2 separate regions of the Sus scrofa genome follow, and region 2 is linked to region 1. A link is a contact called in public Hi-C data. All regions are on one chromosome and are shown on one strand. The core of a region is the stretch at or near the end of the contact, and the rest is flanking DNA. Distances in the headings are between cores, read along the strand shown.

Region 1 (6,208 bases), core at 9-2,508:
GTTTCACGGCAGCCACCAAACATCCATCGTTCTCCATCTGATTTCTTTTATCCTAAAAGCCTGATTCGACGTACAGGACGGTCCCCGTCTCTGCAGGTTGGCGCTGTGTCTGGGCTGAGGCTCGGGGCCGCTGTCCTCACCCCAGGCTTCTGCCGCTTCTCCTCTCCTGTTGCTTTTACCATCTAACGTCTCGGCTCCCGCAGAAGCAGATGCTCTTCTCACCCCACAGTGTGCATCTCACATTCTGATTTTGGCTGTTTTCTTCTCTGGACGATGTTTTCGCATAGAGCAGTGGCTAAAGCATTGTCTTCAGTACAGCGAGCACATTAGAAGCTGCCCTTTTGGTCCTGTGTTCCCACATTAGGTTCCTTGAACAAATATTTGCCAGGTACCCAGGTAGAGGAAGGAAGAAAAGACAGGTACATTGTTGTAAAATGATGCAGAAACGTATCACAGAATATGAGTCATAAAGATCAGGAATGTCCCATGAGGGAGGGGGGCTCAAGGCACCTCCGAGAAATATTGGCCTCTGAGTTGCATTTTGGAGGCTGGATGAGATATGAGCAGCTAGAGATGACAAGACAAGGGGCTGGCATGGTGAAGAGAGGGGCAGAAGCACAGAGCAGGGGGAAAGCGGTGCTCAGGGAGGGAGAGGGTTGGTTCAAGGAAGGACGAGGGTCGTGGAAAAGGAAACAAATTAGACTAGGCACCTGCTCGGCAGAGGCGGGGGGGGCTGCCACCCACTCTCGCCAGGTCTCCCTACGAATCCCCGCCAGGTGGCTCTCCTTATCCCCATCTCACAGATGGAGAGACCGAGACCCATCCTAGTTAACTAACTTCCCCAGAGCTATTCCAACGGTAAGTGGAAGAGCTGGGATTGGAACTTAGGTCTTGGAACTCAGGTCTCTGTGAGCCCATAACGTGTGGTCTTTCCACGATCCTCCAAAGAGAGAGTGAGAGAGAAACCTGGGAAGACAAAAGGAGGACGGCATGAAACACGGGCTAAGCCTGGTGGTGTCTGAGGCAGGGCTGGTGTGTAAGGGCACCGCGCCTGCCCAGAGGCTCCTCCGAAGCAGGGAGGGTAGCCATCCAGCTCTCCAGATGGCAGCAAGGCAGGAGGCCGCATCCCCTGCACACACTTGACCTTCCTTCAGGATCTCTTAGAGCCCGTTGAAACCTCAGCCTGTTAAATCACAAGTGTCTTTCCCCATCCCGTCTTCATCCAGATGAAGCCCATCTTGTAGCCCTGCTGACAACCCAGGGTTGCAACACAGCCCTTTTGTCTGGGCTTTGTGCCTACACACCAGTTTGCTGTGCTTTCTGGAACGACACTGCGGCCCAGAAGAGTTTTGGTTTGGATCTACTTTGATTCAAACTTCATCTTCTTTCTTTAAAGGCCTTGAAAGATGGAAGTATAGAGTTTGAGAGTGGAAAACACTCTTTTAGACACCCCGCCCCCCTGCGCCCCCGCCAACTTTATCTATAGAATGAAGTCAGCTGATGGCTATGCCAGCAGCAAGACAAACTTCAGATTCTAGGCCCTGGATGCCTGGCCTTGGCCCCGGATGCTGCCTTACATTCAGTTCAGTGTGTATTCATTGTGTAACCTTGGTCTATCTCAAAGCTTTAGCTCCAGGGCCAGAATCCATGTACAGCAAACTGATACGGTATCGTGAATCCAGAGGAACAGCCAGAGTTCATCCTCAGAGCTCAGAATCAGTACCTACTTGGCAGGAAGTTGCTTTTGCAATAGCTTTTAGGGTTTTTTCCCCGAAAGTATACTTTATGACTCCAGCAGTGTCCTATTTTGTTAGCTCGAGGCTATCACCAAGTGGTTCATTTTCATGACTTGAAGAAAAATACCACCAAGTGTGAAATTTTTTCATTTGCTCCAGACCGTTAAGAGCCTTGGAGCATCTTGAGAGGTGGTGGGCTGGAGGAGAGAGAAAGAAAGAGCGAGCGAGAGCGAGAGCGAGAGCGAGAAAAGGAGGGGGGGGAGAAAAAGAGGGAGAGAGGTCTCTTTTTAAAAACTTCTCTCTTCCTGTCCTGCTATTTGAAAGGGAGATCTGATCCCCATTATCCAGCGTTAAATATCAGTAAAGTCACCTGTAGCCCCATCGCAGAAAGGGATAAACAGCTTGAGACCTGGCAGAGAAAATGAGCTATTTGACAGGGTCTTGCTTCACGCATTGGCCATTGAAGACAGCTCACCAGGACCTTTGAAAAGCCTGAAAACACCAAAGCATTCTCAAGCCACCCGGATGTTTTGATCTTATAAATACTGTGGATTGCACAGCAGTTTATTTCACCAGATAATTTCAAGCACCTTTAGTTGTTAGATAAACAGTACTCCTTGCAGGGACATTCAGCCTTCTACGTCCCAGAAATAAGCCTGGTTTTATTGTGGAGGAAAGTCAAATTGATAAGAGGAAAGTCTTTTAATTATTTATATCCTGAAATTGCCCCTTCCTTCCTCTTGCTAAATTACAGGTAAAAGAAAATGGGGAAAATAGAATTACCTAAGAAAAACCTATTCCAGGATTTTACAGGAATAGTACCTTTTGTCTATCGGTAAAAATTGGTACGGAGCCTTTGTAATTCCTGTTGTAATTCACTATAAGCAAAGCACACGGTATTCCTAGGACCGAGTTTATAATAATCTGGAGTGGATCGCTTGCTTTTGTTTTAAAAAGGGGCTTCTCTGCTGTGCCTTTGGAGGCAAAAGCATGAATGGCAGCCATCCAAAACGGGCATGAGATTTTTTTCCTCTGAAACTAACATTCACTAGATTATAACATGTGCACTTGCAAACTGTAATATACCAAACAGACACTGTGTGTATATGTCTACAAGGGAGCTAATTAGAGGTTTTAAGTATGTCTAGAACTAGGAAATAACATTGTTGGTTATTGTTTTATTTTTGTTACTACCTTCCCTGCTGCTTTAGTCCCAGCTTTCACTCTGTTTGGATATGTTACTCTTTTGGGTGTGTCTTTACAATTCATCAGAAGGTACAGGTGTTAAGATTTATCCTGCGAAAAACAGTGAGGCCTCTTGGCCATGGTAAAGGCTGGTGGCAGTTGTGTGACTGTCTCCAGAGAACTGGACGTGTGCCAGTGAGCCCCTCCCACTTCCTTGCAAACACAGATTTCTTTTTTTTTTTTAATTAATTGATTTATTTTTCCGCATGGGGGAAAATACAGCATGGGGGCCAAGATACACTTACATGTATACATTTTTTTTCCCACCCTTTGTTCTGTTGCAATATAAGTATCTAGACCTAGTTCTCAAGGCTACTCAGCAGGATCTCATTGTAAATCCGTTCCTAGCTGTATCCCATAACCCCAAGCTCCAGATCCCTCCCACTCCCTCCCTCTCCCCCAGGCAAATTTCTTTTCCCAAGAGGAATTCCTTTCTTGCCTGAGCAGTGAGCATTCAATGCATGCAGTTCTTAAACGTATCCCTTCTTCTGCAGCTGTTATCACCAACTGGTCTGGTGAACTTCAACAAAAACCCAAGGCAGGTACTGTGCCCCTTAGCAACCCTTCGTAGAAGGCAGTCAGTCACCTTCTATCAGTAGTTGTCCCACCGGTGTTCCCGAGCCCTCTCCTCTCTGGGCGCCAGTTGCCTGTAGATTCTCCCTTCTTAGAGCATGGCTTTGGGCAAATGCACACTAGGTGAACGTAGTTGTTGCATCTTCGTTCCTGCTGAACGGGGGAGGGTGGGGGTGGCAGAGAACCCTCTAGCACCCTCCTTGGAGGAAGGAACCAGGTATGGTGCATGGTGACCCCTAATTGGCAATAAGGGGAAATTTTCATTTCTCTGTTGAAGCTCTGGGCAGCGTTCTGCTAAGTGTTTTGAATGGTCAGCATTTGAGGAATGGTGAGAGCTGGGGTAGAAACGTAAAAAGATCTCTTCGGTGTAATTTTCATTCTGTGATTGGGCCTTCTGAATGGTAGAGCAGATGGTCAAAGTCAAGGGATAGGAAAATAACAAGTGAAAGGTAGTCAGAGGGCTTTTTGTTAGTTTCATACAGAAAACAAAAAGACGTGCATTTTCAAGCACTTGCTAGTAGGATCAAACGCCATTCTTTTCCTCTTTCCTGTTGGAATGAACTCCTAGTCTCCTGGTAAGACTTCCTTGTTGACTTATTTTTTTTTTTCCTCTGAGGAAAGTAAAAGTCTTTCTGAAATCGAAAGTAAGTACGTGAATGCGTGCTGGAGCAATAAATGTGGCGAAGAGAGATTCAGTGAGAACTGCCGCATGCAGCTAGAAGGTTCTTTCTGAAGGATCCTTTGCTCGTGTTGCCAAAATAAGGGTGAAATTATTTGCCTGATCTTGCTGGCAAAATGCTTTGAAAGAGCACAGCCAATCTATCATCCTTCCTATATCTGCCTTGCTTTTGCCATCTCTCCCCGTGCCCCCGAAAGATGGCATCAAAAGAAAGAACTGAATTTTTCCAGCTGTGCCTTCAAGTTGTTTTTGTCTCTAAGACATGAAGGAAAAAGTGATTAAAGGAGAGTAAGGACACTGCTTGGCTGCAACAGCTTAATCACAATCTTTGTTTTCTTTTTCTCTGTAGATCAGATCTGGACATACCTTTGGGGATAGAAATTTGAAATTCATTTATAATACAGGCAGGAGGGTAATCGTGCTTATCATAACTCTTATGGAGAACTCTAGAAACAAAGGCTATTGACACATTTGGGTTATTAATTTAAAGCAGTGAATCACTGTTGTTAACTTGGATATCTGAATGCATTGAAATAGCCATTTCGGTTAAATAATTGCGTATAAAGATCATGTGTAAGTATGGATTACACAGCCCAAACAGTGACACTGGAATTAATGGTCGAGAAGTAACTGTCAGGGAGACTTAAAAGAGGAAAAACATGTCACTAAGTTGTTGCTTTTGAGGTTGCGATGAGTTTTAAATTGAGGGTGTGGATGTGAGCTGCTCTGTTGGAAGACAGCTCTGTGCCTTTTGAAGATGAAGGCCATCAGAGACCTTCAGCAAGTCAGTATTAATTAGGAGGAAAAATAGAGCTAGAAGAAAAAAAGGGGTTCTTTTAGTAATAAACAGGATGTTAATTTAAAATTCAGCATGTTTATGTGCTTTCTTATTTTAAAATACTTCTCACAGGGTTCCCTGGTGGCTTAGCAGGTTAAGGATCTGGCATTGTCGCTGCAGTGGCTCAGATTGCTGCTGTGGGACAGGTTTGATCCCAGCCTGGGAACTTCTGTATGCCAGGGGCACAGCCAAAAAAAAAAAAAAAAACTCTTAGATTGCATTTTCACTTTAGGTCTTGAACCATTGAAATGTCTTTTGTCATAAAATGTAGTATTAGGATTTTTTTAATGTAAAAAATTGTTTTTACATTAAAAAAATTGAAGTATGGTTGATTTACAATGTTGTGTCAATTTCTGCTACATAGTAAAATGATCCAGTCGTACATATATACATTCTTTTTCTTTTCTTTCTTTTTTTCTTTTTAAACAGCCACACCTGTGGCAAATGGAAGTTCCCAGGCTAGGGATCAAATTGGAGTCGTAACTGTACATCTGTTTCACAGCCACAGCAACACCAGATCCAAGCCCATCTGCAACCTATGCCATACCTTATAGCAATGCCGGATTCTTAACCCACTGAGCCAGGCCAGGGATCAAACCCACATCCTCACAGAGACAGTGTTGGGTCCTTAATCCACTCAGCCACAGTGGGATCTCCTATACATTCCTTTTCTTATATTATCTTCCATCGTGGTCTATCCCAAGAGATTGGATCTAATTCCCTATGCTATACAGTAGGACCTCATTGCTTACCCATTCTAAATATAATAGCTTTTTTCAAAAAAATTAACACTTAAAACACATAAAAAATAAAACTCCACATGGTTAGAACTCTAGATGTTTAAAATTGAAATGTAAATTTATAAATATTTAAAATGAAAACTCCAAAAGCAATAGTCCAGTTTTTAGAATTAACTTTATTATCTTCATACGGGAGACACCTCTCACCTCTGTCGGTGGAGCAAATACACTTTGGGAGCCTTTGGGGACTAGGGCACAAAGCGGGCAGGCCCTGGGTACCAACTGGGCTTTGAGCACGGTTCACAAGGCAGCAACCGGGAACCGTCCTGGCAGGTGAGTCAGGCCTGTGCGAGCTCTTCACCATCCATCACGGCAGGGCCTTTGTAACTGGAGCCCA
Region 2 (6,049 bases), core at 401-2,900, 67 kb before region 1:
GGGATCCAGGCCGACAGGACCTTAAGGGCAGCCCAAGTGATGACACCTTTCTTAGCTTGCGAACGCCATGTTCCCTTCCCAAGAGCCATTTGTCACCTTCTTCAAGTTCAGTACTCTTGAAGCCCAAGTGTCTGTGGTGTGCCAAAGAGAGAGAGATTAAAGGAGACAGACAGGGTCCCTATTCTCAAGGATATTTTTTACCTTTGAACAAAATGATATATAAAGATGGAACCGGGTGTGTCCTTGGATGGTGGTGTCACTTGGAGGAAGTTGCCAAGTCTCTGCTTTTCTCTTGGCTCCTGGTGCCAAGAATGAAAGGCTTGGGGCTGAGTGTTTAAGTTGTCACCGTTTTCACATTTGGTCACTGTGTGTCCCGGAGAGAGGACTAGCGAGTTGCTAGAGGGCTTGATTTCCTTAAGGCTGCTCCATATTCACCTATTTCCCACTTTGGCAATAATTGCTGTGCCAATCACCAGCTTTCTATATTTATCAGCAGCTGCTTCAGTGATGTGGAAACAATTTTCTCAACAGCTGAAAAACATGAAGATAGAGAGACGAGGACATTTCGTTCTTTAGGAAAGAGCTTAGTTGAAACAAGCACGAGAAGCACAAACCCTCAGCACACACCTTTTCATCTCTGCATCTTTCCACTTTTCCCAGTGTGACATCAGGCTGACAGAGAGAGGATGGTTTTGCCAGGAGAGGCACAATGTGTCACCTCTATGGAGTACACCAGGACACTTCGAACTGGCTGACCCAGGCCAGTTTTCTGCTTTCCCAGAGGTGGTCTTTGTTGATTTGCCCGATGTGTGTCTTGGGATTTGGGATGAAGGAATCCCATCCCCAGCCTCTGCTTCCAGCCCAGTTTCACCAGCTGGCTGGCTCTAGGCATTCACATTCAGTGAATGCTTCTCTGTGAAACATAATCAAGGTCAGTTGTAAGGCATCCGTCCTCCAAGGGACCACTGCAAGGCACAGAGAGGTTCAGGACACCACCAGTGAGGTCAGAGGCTCCCAGGGTACAAGGCACTTTGACTCCATGCCTGGGAAGAATCAGAAAGATTGGGAATTCCCTCTGTAGTGCAACGGGATCGGTGGCATCTCTGCAGCACTGGGATGCAGGTTCAATCCCTGGCATGGCATAGTAAGGATCCGGCATTGCTGCAGCTGTGGTGTAGGTGCAACTGCAGCTCTGATCCGATCCCTGGCCTGGGAACTCCATTTGCTACGGGGTGGCAAAAAAAAAAGAATAAGATTATGGAGAATGAGTACTGAAGAGTTATGTACCACGTCTGTACAACCCTTGCACGGTACCTGGTTCACCAAAACCTTAGGTGTAGAGTGATCAGAGAGGTTATTATTATGCTCAATTTGTCTCTGCTGCTGTCAGAACTCTGGGTTATCTGGGCATTAATGTGCTAATAAAAAGGGCAAGACAGAGTCAAAAAACCTGATTTCTAGTGCCAGTCTGGCCCCTGCCAAGGAAAGGGGGAACCACGTGGAGTGCCTAACAGGTACCAAGCGTGCTAAGGGTTAGATGAAGCACTTCACAAGGCAGAGTTTCTCCTCGTTCTCAGAGCAGCCCGAGAAGTTGGCCAGCATTTCACGGAGGAAGAAAGGAGTGGTCAGAGAGGAACTTTGCCAAGCTCGTACCCAAGGCTTCCTCTTTCTCAGCCTGCGTTCTCACCATTCCACCTCTGATCCCTCTCCACCCAGGGCTGTGCAGGGAAGACCCGGAATAGCTCTGCCAACCCCTCTGAGCCTGACTGTAGAATCGAAAAGCCATCTCTAAAGTTTATTTTCTGCTTAAAAAATTCTACCCACCAGCATCTTCCATGTTCTTTTAAATCTTTACTGCCACCTAGTGGGCATAATCTAATCAGAAGAATGAAGACAATTTTCTTTTTTTTTTTTTTTTTTAATTTTCCCACTGTACAGCAAGGGGGTCAGGTTATCCTTAGATGTGTACATTGCAGTTACAGTTTTTCCCCCACCCTTTCTTCTGTTGCAGCATGAGTATCTAGACATAGTTCTCAATGCTATTCAGCAGGATCTCCTTGTAAATCTATTCTAGGTTGTGCCTGATAAGCCCAAGCTCCCGATCCCTCCCACTCCCTCCCCCTCCCATCAGGCAACCACAAGTCTCTTCTCCAAGTCCATGATTTTCTTTTCTGAGGAGATGTTCATTTGTGCTGGATATTAGATTCCAGTTATAAGTGATATCATATGGTATTTGTCTTTGTCTTTCTGGCTCATTTCACTCAGGATGAGAGTCTCTAGTTCCATCCATGTTGCTGCAAATGGCATGATGTCATCCTTTTTTATGGCTGAGTAGTATTCCATTGTGTATATATACCACATCTTCCGAATCCAATCATCTGTCGATGGACATTTGGATTGTTTCCATGTCCTGGCTATTGTGAATAGTGCTGCAATGAACATGCGGGTGCATGTGTCTCTTTTAAGTAGAGCTTTGTCCGGATAGATGCCCAAGACAATTTTCAATTCTGTTCACTGCCAGTCTGGAGTTCCCTGCTGGCTCCGTGGGTTAAGGACTCGGTGTTGTCACTGCTGTGGCTCGGCTCACTGCTGTGACTCAAGTTCAATCCCTGGCCTAGGGAACTTCTGCATGCCGTGGGTAAGGCCCCTCAAAAAAACCCCTGCCACTTCATCTTAAATCCGTATTGTGCTCCTAACCTATAAAAATTGTATTTTGGAACAAATATCATAGCCTTCTATTTTCATCCTTATAGTAAACTACCAGATGTGTGATCCCCTTTGTAAGATTTTTGATGAGATATTGGGAATCGTATAAAGCTCAGCTTTAAAAAAAAAAAAAAAGAATAATTCTTTGTGACCAGATAATATACCCTCAGCTTATAATGAGCTATATATGTAAAGAAATGCTAATCTACAATATTCATAATATGCCAGATGTATTTTTAACTTTATAAGTGCTTATTTGTTCAACTTTTTTATTTTCTCGCGTTTTAAAAAATAGCTTATTTTATACATACTGTTTTACAACTTGTTTTTTTTTTCTTTTTCTTCTTTTTCACTCAGTCTATTTTGGCTGTCTTTCCATTTCAGCCACAAATATACCTCATTCTTTTAACAGTATGTAGTATTCCATTATTGGCTCCATGGTGATTAATTTAATGAGTTACTCATTATGTCTGCATAGGCTATTTTCAGTTTTAATGTTAAAAAAATGCTGTGGGTAATGAATATATATTCTTCAGGGAATAGACACACACACACAGGCACACACACACACAGGCACATACACGTCCTTTTGCAAATTTATTTGTAGGCTAAATATCTTAGACATAAATTTGCTGGATATAAAGGTTATGTAAATACCCACTGGCCAAAAGTCATCAGAAACACACCTGGATTTCAAATATAAATTTAAACCTGGAGTTCAAATGTATATATTATATAATAAATATAAAATATATAATATATAATGCAACATATAAAAAATTGTATGTAAATATAAATATATAAATATAAACATATAAATGTGTGTATCTGTATAAATATGTGTAAATATAATACATATATAACAAATACATGATAAATATTTATATTTATATATTCAAGTGTATTTAAACTACAGCAAAAGAGAAAACCAGAAGAATTTGTGAGCCATCTCTGGATGACATTTGGAGAAACTTTAATAGAATTTGTGCTTGTGCTAGGTACAGTTAGGGAAGTTTTTCTAGAAGGAGAGAGCATTCAAGGTGGGCTAGAAATATCATGGATGTGGTCAGAAGAGGGGGTGTTTAATCATTTTGTTACCAAGAGGCCTTGTCTTTATTCCATGAGTGTTTTTTATGATCAGTTAGGGACATCACGGGCATTTTTCCAGTAGTGCTTTCTTTCACTTTCTCAGGTACATTGATTTTAAATGTCTGGGGACATCTAAATTGCTTTCCAGAAAGCTTGCACCAATTTACAGGCAGCCCTCAGAGATATTGCATGTTCAGTGGATGGGCTCCAGACCACCGTGATAAAGCAAATCCATCAATAAAATGAGCCGCACAAATTCTTTGCTTTCCCAATACATGTGAAAGTTGTATTTAGACTATACTCTAGTCTATTAAATATGCAATAGCATTATGTCTAAATAGGCAATGTACATGCCTGAATTAGAAAATACTGATGTATTGAGTATCAGCTGAGCCATCGGCGAGTCTCAGCAGGAATATCAAAGAGCAGAATCACAGATCACCAGAACAAATATAATAATAATGAAAACACTTGAAAAGTTGGGAGAAGTATCAAAATGTGACACAGAGATGCTAAGTGAACAAACGTTGGGAAAATGGCCTCAATAGACTTGATCAAGGTAGAGCTGCCACAAACCTTGAATTTGTAAAAAAACAAAAACAAACAAAAACCCCTTGTCTTTGAAGAGCCATAAAGTGAAGTGCAATAAAACAGGGTACACCTGTACATTCTTCTGGGTTCTTTTAAATACTCAGCTTCCCTAACAATGAATGAACTTAGTAATCAGAATAATGGTCGTTATAATAAGAGCAAACATTTATAGAGCCCTAAGTCCCTTATTTTATAGGATCCTCATCAGAGCACCCAAAACAGGCGCTAATAACATCTTGGCTCTCATATGAGGAAACCGAGCCTTAGAAAAGGGGAGAACTAGCCTGGGTCACATGGTTAGCCAGCACAAGCTGGGGTTCAGCACCAGGCTGTCTCCTTCAAGGGCCCACACGCCTCACTATGAAGAAATCCCTTTTATCTGCTTCCCGAGGGCCTGCCACGGAGAATTTAAAGCTGAGGAATTAAGGGCCGTTGAACTGAGGATCCCACCTCTTCGAAAGTCTGGCTGAGGTTGATAAAAAAGTAGAGTCCTGTTTACAGAAATGAGACTTCTGGGCAGGAATCACGTATATGGTGCTGAGGAGGCATCCAGCATGGGGTGCTCAGCTGCTCACCTGTGCCCTCAATTAATAAAGGCCCAAGAGAGCTTTCTTAAAATCACAGCCAGTGCCCTCTAATTAAATATTCTCTGGGCCAGCTGGAGCTCAGAGGCCATTTAAATCACCCCCGAGGAAACAAATGGAAGAAGGGCAGCCATCCCCTGGGACCCACCGAGGCTCACGACGTTCCTGTGCTGCGTGAATGTGGGGCCACTGGGAAAGATTTCGTGCAGGGCGAGACCTCGGGATGAAACGGCACTTAAGTAAATATTTATGGAGTGTGTGATGAGTGCACCCTAGGGTTCCGAGCCGACCTGCGTGCTTGGATTTAGCAAAACAAACGTGGAGTGACCGCTGGTGGCTGCTCTTTTCCAGATTGCGCTGGCTGTGGACGGGATATCAAGAACGGACAGGCGCTGCTGGCGCTGGAAAAGCAGTGGCATTTGGGCTGCTTTAAATGCAAGTCCTGCGGGAAGGTCCTTACCGGAGAATACATCAGCAAGTAAGACTGGGGCCTGGGCGGTGCGGATCCTTTCAGCTGGGATGGGGCCCACTGTGGGGCCCCCTGTAGGCCTGCTCCTGGGGATCCCACCCTCTCCCCTTAGACGTAAGGAGAAACAGTCACATCTCTCAAGCAACATGAACTTTTTGCTATAAAACGTTTGAAAACAATGCGATTCTTCTGTTGGAGCCACAGTTCGCCTACTATAAATTTAATGAACTGTTGATCATTGCCTCAGGCAACAAAGAAGCTGGCATAATGATCGGCTATAGGTTGTAACCAGTGAAGCATTTAGTAATTTACTTTCGCTGATTTTTTTTTTTCCCTGCTATTTGGAACTAGTAAACTTTCATCCTCCTTCCAGGTCTTGGTCATATGTGTAGACGCCTTCTCCCACACCCCAAAAAAAACCACTCAAAGTCTAGGCACAGATTCCATTCAGACGGATGCACCAAACAGCCCACCAAGGGAATGGGTTCGTTAGATTCAGACGCTTGTGTAGAAAATAGAGTAGGTGAAGTTTTTTATTTTTGTTACTGTGACCTGGAGAAACTAGTTACAGTGGTTACCTTTTAAATTGAGGAGGAGAAGGAGTTTATCA

What was found. A called contact is a pair of places that touch in the nucleus more often than the background predicts.
Region 2: a contact with region 1 is called in a Hi-C map of retroperitoneal adipose tissue, with 1.7 times the contacts expected there. The contact joins two enhancer-like sites. A contact is called at or near these places in 13 of 47 Hi-C or Micro-C datasets (alveolar macrophages, blood, brain and 8 more) and 1 of 2 datasets of contacts at active chromatin or transcription factors (skeletal muscle).

What each region holds. Positions count from the first base shown.
Region 1 is chr14:124,802,256-124,808,463 of Sscrofa11.1, reverse strand. The region is part of intron 8 of ABLIM1 (actin-binding LIM protein 1); the gene reads left to right. Among named protein-coding and RNA genes, the nearest start is that of AFAP1L2, 68 kb to the right of the region's middle. Within about 2 kb of position 1,258, at least 13 of the 83 cell types and tissues checked have an H3K27ac peak or open chromatin away from gene starts, as enhancers often do. A contact at or near this core is called in omental adipose tissue and retroperitoneal adipose tissue, where this site is marked.
Region 2 is chr14:124,870,077-124,876,125 of Sscrofa11.1, reverse strand. ABLIM1 (actin-binding LIM protein 1) reads left to right here. Exons shown (of 22, transcript XM_021073372.1): 5 at 5,322-5,448. Among named protein-coding and RNA genes, the nearest start is that of AFAP1L2, 140 kb to the right of the region's middle. Within about 2 kb of position 1,650, at least 17 of the 83 cell types and tissues checked have an H3K27ac peak or open chromatin away from gene starts, as enhancers often do. A contact at or near this core is called in omental adipose tissue and retroperitoneal adipose tissue, where this site is marked.